Regions from separate parts of the Sus scrofa genome. Here region 2 is linked to region 1. A link is a contact called in public HiChIP or PLAC-seq data. All regions are on one chromosome and are shown on one strand. Each heading gives the region's core, a stretch centred on a gene start, on an enhancer-like site or on the middle of the called end of the contact. The rest is flanking DNA. Distances are from core to core; before and after follow the strand shown. Region 1 has its middle 67 kb from the start of PIM1. Region 2 has its middle 12 kb from the start of PIM1.

The links. HiChIP or PLAC-seq counts read pairs in DNA pulled down with a chosen protein or histone mark.
Region 2: a contact with region 1 is called in an H3K27ac HiChIP or PLAC-seq map of alveolar macrophages. The contact joins two enhancer-like sites. A contact is called at or near these places in 7 of 47 Hi-C or Micro-C datasets (blood, embryonic fibroblasts, fetal liver and 2 more) and 1 of 2 datasets of contacts at active chromatin or transcription factors (alveolar macrophages).

Annotation. Positions count from the first base shown.
Region 1 is chr7:32,718,341-32,723,674 of Sscrofa11.1, forward strand. No RefSeq gene overlaps it. Among named protein-coding and RNA genes, the nearest start is that of PIM1, 67 kb to the right of the region's middle. Within about 2 kb of position 3,106, at least 10 of the 83 cell types and tissues checked have an H3K27ac peak or open chromatin away from gene starts, as enhancers often do. A contact at or near this core is called in alveolar macrophages and fetal liver, where this site is marked.
Region 2 is chr7:32,797,923-32,803,256 of Sscrofa11.1, forward strand. No RefSeq gene overlaps it. Among named protein-coding and RNA genes, the nearest start is that of PIM1, 12 kb to the left of the region's middle. Within about 2 kb of position 2,394, at least 31 of the 83 cell types and tissues checked have an H3K27ac peak or open chromatin away from gene starts, as enhancers often do. A contact at or near this core is called in alveolar macrophages and fetal liver, where this site is marked.

The DNA of each region.
Region 1 (5,334 bases), core at 1,856-4,355:
CACCCCTGGGTGCCTACCAGATAGAACCATACAACCTCTAACGTGCTTCTGCTACGGAAGGTGCCGAGGGATGGCTGCCTGTGTGACTGGGATGCAACACGCACATGGTAAGCGTAGCCCAGTCCTGCACGATCCTGCCCTGGCCGTCTCCCTCCACAATATTTCTTCCAATCCTCACAGCACCCTGGGAAGTAGGGAGTAGAGAGATGTAAGTCATTTGACAAAGGAGGAAACTGAGATGAGGGCAGGGCACCGGCCCGACATCACAGGACTAAGCGGTAGCGAGGAATTAAATCTCTGGGATACCACTCCGAGCCTTTGGGCAACCTGTCACCTTGCTGGCCACAGGCCGTTGTCAACAAAGAAAGTGTCCTTCCTTTACACTGGGCTTAAATGACATCTGATGTGAGACCCAGGGCTTCGGATGGGAGGGTGAGGAAAAGCCCAAAAGATTTAGAGTTTGAGGCCTGCACCATGAGGCTGCTCGTGTGTGGGGAGGCGGGGGGTGTCTGTGTGTGGGTGTGGGTGTTTTGCATCCTCAGTTGGGCACAACGTAAATGTTCCATGCAGGCTCCTAAACCCAAGACATTAATTCCAGACCCAGGGAGAAAATCCTGGGCTCAGCCCCACCCAGCACCCGTGTGTATGTATGGAGGCGGAGCTGAGGGTAGGGTCTTGGCTCCCTTCCCACTCACCCTGATCCCAACCCTCCCTTCTCTTCCCACTCCCTCCTCCTCATGCCTTAACTTCTCTCTTTGTGCTGGCCTCCCTCTTGCCCTCTCCCCTAAGAGCCACTGAGAGTTTATTATCAGAGAGTCCAGAGTTCCCTGGTGGCTCAGTGGGTTAAGGATCTGGCATTGTCACTGCAGTGGTTCAGTCCCTGGCCTGGGAACTTCCACATGCCACAGGCCTGGCTAAAAAAAAGAGAAAGAGAAAAACTAAATCCCTTAGACACCCAGGTCCACAGCTGAGGGGCTGGAACTCAGCACGGCTTTGATCCTCCAGAGCACCTTCCGACTGGGATCTTAACCTTATTGGTATAGATCTGTTTTGAAAATCTTTTTTATTTTTAATTTCTTTTAAAATTTTTCCCTCTTTTTGGGGCCGCACCCTCAGCGTATGGAAGTTCCCAGGCTTGGGGTTGAATGGGAGCTGGAGCTGCAGCTGCCAGCCTATACCATAGTCACAGCAATGCCAGGTCCAAGCCACATCTGCAACCTACACCACAGCTCGCAGCAACGATGGATCCTTAACCCACTGAGCAAGGCCAGGGATCAAACCTGCAACCTCATGGTTTCTTAGTCAGATTCGTAAACCACTGTGCCACGACGGGAACTCTGAGTGAGGCTGATTTCTGTAAACTTCTATCAGCCCCAAACTGAATTCTACCCAGTAGGCTTGCCTCTCGCTGATCCCTTGTCAGGAACTAACAGGTCCACTCTCCCTTTTTCTGTTTCAAAAACCCCAAACCTCTGAAAACTGTATGATAAAACATCTTTATCATAAGGCATTTGACTGCGAAGCCTGACCTAATGTGAACTTATTTGGCTGCAAAACCAACCTCAACTGAGGTGGGGCTATTTACAGCTTTTATTTACACCACTTTGTGTTGTGAATATTCATAGACTTTGCTCAGAAATGTTTATATGTTTACTAAGCACTGCCCCAGCCCCTGCCAGGGCTATTTTATAACATGTACGGTGTAAGTGACCTCATCTTGCCACCTTTCTAAAGTATGAAAAATCCTGAATTCTGAACCCTATCTGGCCCCGGTGGATTTTTTCAATCAAAGAATTGTGGATCTGTATTTATAAAATTTTCCTAAAAATGTTCATGTACTTCAGACATCATTTCCAGCCCCTAACATGCTGCTATGTAAGAGTGAAAGGAGGAGTTCTCGCTGTGGCTCTGCGGGTTAAGGACCTGACAGTGTCCGTGAGGATTTGGGTTTAATCCCTGGCCTTTCTCAGTGGGTTAAGGATCCAGTGTTGCCACAAGCTGTGGCTCAGATCACAGATGAAGCTCAGATCTGGTGTTGCTGTGGCTGTGGCTGTGGTGTAGGCCAGCAGCTGCAGCTCTGCTTCGACCCTATCCTGGGAACTTCCATATGCCACAGGTGAAGTCGTAAAAAGTTAAAAAAAAAAAAAAAAAAAGAGTGAAAAGAGCCAGACCCAGAGCACATGTAACGTATAATCCCATTTAGATGAAGTTCAAGAATAGGCTAAACTCACTGACAGCCTTAGAGATCAGAATACCAATCACCTGTGGGGAGGGGAACTGACCATGAGGGAGCATGAGGGAAACTTCTAGAGCACTGGAAAGGATCCTGATCTGGGGAGAAGTCACACAGCCCTTACATATGTAGAAATTCACCAAGCTATACATTAAAGATTAGTGCACTTTGTTCTAAGTCTGTTATACCTCAAAATAAAAGCAAAAATAAAATGTATGGGAATATATTATCTCAAATTAAGCAACACGAAGCTGCTTGTCTTGGCACCCCATCCCACCCCGGGATGTCTTTGAACTTTCCAACAAAGCTGAAATGAAAATCATCCTTAATATATGTTTGGCTTGTCTTAATCCCAAGAAACAAATTTAACACAAATGTCAAATTGAGAGAGCATTTTTTTAAAACTCTGATTTGCCCTCCAAAAGAATCCATCCCTAAAGGGTATCTTTGCTTTGAAAGTACTGCCGGAAAGCACTCAGGACCTGGCTCCCTCTGGCAAAAGTCTTCCACTCATATCACCCACTGAGAAGGCTGGTTCTCAGCCCAGCCGCCTCTGGGACCACTGCTCAAAACACAGCAGCCAGGCGGTGAGCGCAGACCCAGGCCCGGTCTCCTATCCACAGCGCTGCAAGTCACAACTTGCACCCAGTGAGCCATATCTTTTCATTGCATCTGATTAGCTGGAATTTGGAGTTTGTATCTGAGAACAGAAGGGCACAGGGGACTCCTTGATTAAACAAGTCAGATAACCGTATATTGCTAAGAGGAACAGAGATCTTTCCCGTAGCTGTCTCATTGCTCAAGAGCTGACTGCTCACGGCCTTGTCCTTTGACGCCCGAGCCCCACCTCCGCCCTCTCTCCCACTTCCTATCTGGGCCCCGGAGCTCAACCCACCGAGGCCTCTTCTCTCTGTGAATCCACTCGTGACCCAGTTCAGCCCACACACCAACCCTCCCATATCCAGCCAGAGGCACTGGACTCATGGCCTCGGGCTGTGCGCTGCTGCCTCAGATCATTTTAGGAACCGTCAGCGTGTAAACAACTGACCTCTCTGGCCTTTTTCCTCTTCTTTCTAGAGCATGCCGTCCAATAGGAGAGTCCGGGTGGATGGAGGTGGTCTCTAACCTGTGCTGTCCACTGAGGCCACTAGCTGCGTGTGGCCATTGAATACCTCCTGTGGGGCTAAGTGTGACTTAGGAACGGAGTTTTCAAATTTTTTTTTTAATTTAAATGTAAGTATCTGCCTGGGGTTGATGGCTGCCATATTGGTCAGTGCAGCTCTCATGAGAAGGAGGGGTTGGGGGCCAAACACTTGTTTAACCCAGCCCAGGGGCCTGCAATCTCAGTGCTGCCTGGTTTTTATTGTTGTTGCTGTTGTTTGCAGTGCCAGCAGCATGCGGAAGTTCCTGGGCCTGGGATCAAACCCACAGCAGAGTTGACAACGCCGGATTCTTAATGTGCTAGCCCACCAGGGAACTCCTGCCTGCTCTTTGAGGATACCCAGCCCTCACCTCCCCAGCTCCCAGGTCTGTCTTCTTCCAGAATAAGTGGGAACATTTGTTGAGCCCCTACAATATGTCAGACATTTTGCAAATATAATCCAGATACACTGAGTCTCCTCAAGTCCTAGGACAGCATTCAAAAGAAGCTCAGGATTGGAGTTCCTGTCTTGGCACAGCGGAAACATATCTGACAAGGAAACATGAGGTCGAAGGTTCGATCCCTGTCCTCGCTCAGAGGGTTAAGAATCTGGCGTTGTCATGAGCTGTGGTGTAGGTCAAAACCCCGGCTTGGATCCGGCGTTGTTGCGGCTGTGGTGTAGGCTGGCAGCTGTAGCTCTAATTGGACCCCTAGCCTGGGAACCTCCATGTGCCTTGGATGTGGCCCTAAAAAAGACAAAAGACAAAAAAAAAAAAAAAAGAATCTCAGGATTCCAAGACAATTATGAAAATTAACACAGTAAGTCTTTCTGAAAAATTTCCCAAGGAAGCACCACGGGGCAAGTATGTCAACAAAACGGAGGAATTTCTTATCTCCCCAAGTCTCACTCCTTGGCCCCACAGATCTGTCTCTGTTCCCACGGCCTCCAACCAGGAATGGTTCTGAGGCCCTCTTCTTCCTCCCTCCCCTATTCTTTTTTTTTTTTTGCTTTTTAGGGCCAAACCCCCAGCCTATGGAAGTTCCCAGGCTAGGGGTTGAAAAGGAACTATAGCCACCAGCCTACACCACAGCCACAGCAATGCGGGATCCAAGCCACGTCTGTGACCTACACCACAGCTCACGGCAGCACCAGATTCCCAACCCACTGAGCAGGGCCAGGGATCGAAACCCTCATCCTCATGGACATGAGTCAGATTCATTTCCGCTGTGCTACAAGGTGAACTCCAATCCCTCCCCTTCATTCTTATTTAAAGAAACTTGACCCACTCTGGGCTTTGTCCTGTCTCACCTCCTTGGAAACAGCATCCCAACAGGTGGGGCTTCTTCCTTGACAGGAAAGGACAAAAGTGGCAAGTGCTTAGCCTGGACCTACTCTCTTTTATCCCTTTTACACAAGGTTCCACCAGCCTAGTTTACAGATTCAGAAACTGAGGCACAGAACAGTTAAGGGCACCCTTACCCTGAATGAAGGAATTGCAATACAAGCCCTGAGTTGTGAGAATCCTAGACAATATGGGATCTTTCTCCTTAAGACTTCCCCATCCAGGGAGTTCCCATCGTGGCTCAGCGGTCAACGAACCTGACTGGCATCTGTGAGGATGCAGGTTCGATCCCTGGCCTCATTCAGTGGGTTAAGGTTCCAGTATTGCCGTGAGCTGTGGTGTAGGCCGCAGACGAGGCTTGGATCCTGTGATGTTGTGGCTGTGGCGTAGGCCCGGCCGCTACAGCTCCGATTCAACCCCTAGCCTGGGAATTCTCCATATGCCTCCGGTTCAGCCCTAAAAAGACAGGGGAAAATAAAAAGACTTCCCCATCCAGTGTGCTGTGACATTGGTCCCCACTCTGACCACACACCCACCACTAGCCACCGACTAGCAAACACTTCTGCATTAACTGATCCTGCCTGCTGAGAGTCCCTGCATCATTGCGCGCCCAGGCC
Region 2 (5,334 bases), core at 1,144-3,643, 79 kb after region 1:
AAGGCAGATATGGCTCATCCCCCAGTTCATTTCCGGCCCGGCCTTGCGCTAGTAACCCCGATTGCCAAGAGCAAGGTTGCAGTGACCCCTCAGTGTTGCTGCGGGAGGAAGTACAAAAATAAGCAGAACTAGGGTCAAGCAGAGAAGTCTTTATTTTTATTTATTGTAACAGGACATCCGATGTACAGAATTGGATTAATCATAACCCTTGGTTCATCCTTGATCCAAGCATGGCCTGCTGTTATTATTATGTTACACTGGGTGGTGAATCCACTACCCGATTCCAGAGAAAACATTAACAATGACGCCCATCTATACGATCCTTTCTCCCAGATATAAACCAACATCCTGAATTTTGTGTTTAGCATTCTTTTACATATTTTTCCTCCTTCCTTCCTTCCGTTCTTTCTCTCTTTTTTTCTTTCTCTCATGTCACATCCAAGGCATATGGAATTTCCCAGGCCGGGGATTGACTCCAAGTTGCAGCTGTGACCTACGCTGCAGCTGCATTAACACCAGATCCTTTAACCCACTGCACCAGGCTGGGGACTGAACCTGTGCCTCTGCAGTGACCTGAGTTGCTGCAGTCAGATTCTTTTTTTTTTTTTTTTTTTTGTCTTTTTGCCATTTCTTGGGCCGCTCCCTCGGCATATGGAGGTTCCCAGGCTAGGGGTCGAATTGGAGCTGTAGCTGCCAGCCTACACCGCAGCCACAGCAATGCAGGATCCAAGCTGCATCTGTGACTTACACCACAGCTCACGGCAATGCTGGATCGTCAACCCACTGAGCAAGGGCAGGGACTGAACCTGCAACCCCCTGGTTCCTAGTCGGATTCGTTAACCACTGCACCACGACGGGAACTCCTGCAGTCAGATTCTTAACCCACTTCACCACATTGGGAGCTCCCCTTTTACATTTCTTTCTCTTTTTTTTTGGTCTTTTTTTGCCATTTCTTGGGCTGAACCCGCGGCATATGAGATTCCCAGGCTAGGGGTCGAATCGGAGCTGTAGCCACCGACCTACACCACAGCCGCAGCAATGTGGGATCCGAGCGGCATCTGCAAACTACACCACAGCTCATGGCAACGCCAGATCCTTAACCCACCAAGCGAGGTCAGGAATCCAACCCACAACCTTATAGTTACTAGTCGGGTTTGTTAACCACTGAGCCATGATGGGAACTCCTGGAACTTGCTCTTTTTACTCAACATTGTTTTAAAGATTTATGTATGCTGTAGCATGTGGTTCTTTTTCACTCTATAATATTCCATTGTATGGACAGGCATTTGGGTTGTGGTCTGTGAGGTGGGCCTTTTTTTTTTTCCCAAGCAGTGGCTTGAAGCAGGATCTCAGTTTTCAGACTAGGGATTGAACCTGGGCCATGGCAGTGAAAGCACCAAGTCCTAACCATTAGACCACCAGGGAACTCCCTGGAGGCTAGTCCTTAGAGGCCCTTTGGGTTAAGCTGCTCAGGAAGTCAGCACATAGAACCAGGTATAGATAGCCCTTGCCCTATACCCCAGGGTGAGAGCTAGTGACCATGGAACCATTCCAGATTTATCCACAAATCACCTACTGTGCCATGCTGCAAACACTGAAAACTCCTTTTTCACGTGTGAGTAGACAGAACCAGGCATTTCTCAGGGCTCAACGTGATGTCAGTGAATAGGCAAAGTGTCACAACAAAGCAAAGATCTGACTGTTGCCTGGGTTCCAGGGAGTTCTATGATCTGGCAAGTGTTGTGTATGCAGTGTGGTGTGCTGTGTGTATGTGTGCAAATATGTGTATCTGTGTGTGGTGTGTGGGGTAGAGGTGTTGGATTGTGTAGGTATGTGTCGTGCTGCTGTATATACACACTCATTCTTGGAGCTACTACTTGCCTCTGCACCTGGACTCTGTGACCTGTCTGCCTCCTTCTGACCTTTGCCTGGGTTCTCTCCTCTGCTCCACCCCCTTCTCTCCAGCCCCCTTCATCTCTTATCTTCTTCTCCAACTCAGAACCCTCCTCCCATAACCACCCACCCAATTCTCTCTCTTCCTCTTCCCAGCTCCTCCTCCCGGTGGACTTTCCCCAGACACCTTTGAGAGCCCATCCTTAGGTGACCTCCTTGCAATCTTCATAAAGTTGCTGGCCCCTCCCCTGGTTTCCTAAACCGTGGTTTGCCTTGCCTTGGACTCTCCTGCCGTTTGGGTCCACTTTCCTCTGCCTCTCCTTGCCCTTTAAATGCGGGTGTTCTTTCCTTTCCTCACCCCCAGGCTCTCTCTGTTGGCCAGGATTCTGGCAGGAAACAGATGGCTCACTCTGATTGGGTCGTGCCGGGATAGTGTGAAAAAGAACCCTTGACAAAGGTGTGGCCCAGGTGCTGGGAAACTGCACGGGGCGGTGCTGTACCCCTAGGCTACCAACAGTGGGCGCACTTCCTGGCTCAGGCCTGAGGGCTGGAGGAGAAGGAGCCGGCCTGACCTGGGCTGTAACCTTCATTCCAGAGAAGCAGTCAGCCCGGGCTAATCCCGCGTGCGGGGAGCCAGAGAAAGAAATGCCCCTGCTTCTGTCTTCCCACTCTCTTACCTCCTACCAGGGCCTCCTAGGGGCTGATTCCAAGTGAAAGCCAGAAGGCAGGGAGTCTGGTGTGATAGTCCACGTAGGTCGGCGTTTCCAGGCGCTGAGCAAGCTGGAGAAGGGCGGAGCGGGGCTCCGGAGGCCCCGGGAAGACGCGCGGCACAGCCTCTGCAGGACCACGCCTCCCTCACCTGCTTCGCCGACCATCTTCGCCAAGCCAAGCCGATTCCCGTAGCACTAGCGCAGACCTCTCTCCTAAGTTCAGGTCTGGAGATCAGTAGCCTCCGAGATGCCACTGTTCCAGGACCCCAGGAACTGAATATCACTTGTGCACCTGCAGGACAATGATGGAATCCCACCTTGCTGCTGCTCACCTCTCGACTCCGCTCAGGAAGTTACTGAGAAACACAGATGCCCACATCTTTCTTTTTTCTTTCTTTCTTCCTCCCTCCCTCCCTCCCATCCTTTCTTCCGGCTGGGGATGGAATCCAAGACCTCTGCCACAGCTACAGCAACACCAGATCCTTTTTTTTTTTTTTTCTGTCTTTTGAGGGCTGCACCCGCAGCATATGGAGGTTCCCAGGCTAGGGGTCTAACTGGAGCTACAGCTGCCGGCCCATGCCACAGCTACAGCAATGCCAGATCCGAGCCGTGTCTGTGACCTACACCACAGCTCATGGCAACGCCGGACCCTTAACCCGCTGAGCGAGGCCAGGGATCGAACCTGCAACCTCCTGGTTCCTAGTCAGATTCGTTTCCACTGTGCCACGTCGGGAACTCCCAACATCAAATCCTTAACCCACTGCACTGGGCCAGGAATAAAACCGGTGCCTCTACAGAGACCTGCCAGATCATTAATCCACTGCACCACAGTGGGAACTCCTCACATATTTTCTAAGTGAAAAGAATTTTTTTGCTTATAAAAATGATACATAATTAGGAGTTCCCATTGTGGCTCAGCTGTAAGGAACCAGACTAGTATCCATAAGGATTCGGGTTCGATCCCTGGCCGCGATCAGTGAGTTAATGATCCAGCGTTGCCATGAGCTGCAGTGTAGGTCACAGACACAGCTCAGATCCTGAGATGCTGTGGCTGTGGCATAGGCTGGCAGCTGCAGCTGCAATTTGACCCCTAGCCTAGGAACCTCCATATGTCATGGGTTCGGCCCTAAAAAGCAAAAAAAAAAAAAAAATTTTTTTAACTTTTATTTTTTCTTTGGCTGCACCCTTGGCATGTGGAATTTCCCAGGCCAGGGATCAAACCCACACCACAGCAGCAGCCAGAACCACAGCAGTGACTACCAGATCCTTAACCTATTGAACCACCAGGGAAATCTGATACATGTTTTTTAGTAAAAATAATAGTACAAAGTGAATTAAAATTATATGATGCAGGAGTTCCCACTGTGGCACAGTGGAAAAAAATCCAACTAGTAACCATGAAGTTACAGGTTTGATCCCTGCCCTTGCTCAGTGGGTTAAGGATCTGGCATTGCCCTGAGCTGTGGTGTAGGTAACACGTGAGACTCGGATCTGGCGTTGTGGCTGTGGCTATGGCTGGCAGCTGTAGCTCAGATTTGACCCCTAATTTGGGAACCTCCATATGCTATGGGTGCAGCCCTAAAAAAACAAACAAACAAACAAAATTATATGATGTAATCCTACCACTCCAGAGAGAAATGCTTTTAGAGAATCCACATATATACACACACACACACACACATTATCTATATATAATTTTACAGAACAGAGCTCATATTCTTGGTAACCTATTTTTCTCCCACTTAACAATGTGCTATTAAAATGTTTCCATTTCAAGAACTGTGGATAACAGTCATTTTGATATGGCCATAGTATGAATGTACGTTATTCATTTTGGTTCCAATTTTCCACCATTATATATGAAATATTCTATTACCAGATAAGACTTTGGACAGAGATGACTCATTGCCTATGTCAACATCTATTATTCTTTTTTTCCTTGGTAACAGAACCTCTGATTTTTAGCTAGTCATATAGCCTTCTTTGAGAATAAAAACTAGGAGCTCCCTTGTGACATTGGGGGGTTAAGGATCTGGCATTGTCACCACACCCTTCCACAGGCCGTGGGCAAGGCCAAAAAAAATAATGAAGGCTAAATCCCTCAGATTACCTTGCAGCTAGCCGTGGACACACGACCAAGTTATGTCCAATGTAATGCAAGCAAAAGTATTGTGAGGGAGTTCCTGTTGTGGCTCAGCAGTAATGAACCTGACTAGTATCCATGAGGATGTGGGTTCGATCCCTGGCCTTGCTCAGTGGGTTAAGGATCTGGGGTTTCTGTGAACTGTGGATCGAATCTGTATCCTCATGGATACTAGTCCGGTTCTTTACCACTGAGCCATAATAAGAACTCCCTCTCTCATTTTACTTTATGGCAAGCTTTTGCTGTTTCACCAGAAAACTATTTTTCCCTTAAGTTACAGATTTTTTAAAAATGTGTGGTCATAAAATATATTTTCATTGTATCTTGGAGACCAATGTCTGCCCTCTCACACCCCAGGACAATTTTGTACAATTTTATTTTATTTATTTATTTATTTATTTATTTTGCTTTTTAGGGCTGCACCTGCTGCATATGGAAGTTCCCAGGCTAGGGGTCAAATCAGAGCTACCGCTGCTGGCCTACAGCACAGCCACAGTGGTATGGGATAGGAGCCACGTCTGCAATCTATACCACAGCTCACAACAATGTCGGATCCTTAACCCACAGAGCAAGGCCAGGGATTGAACC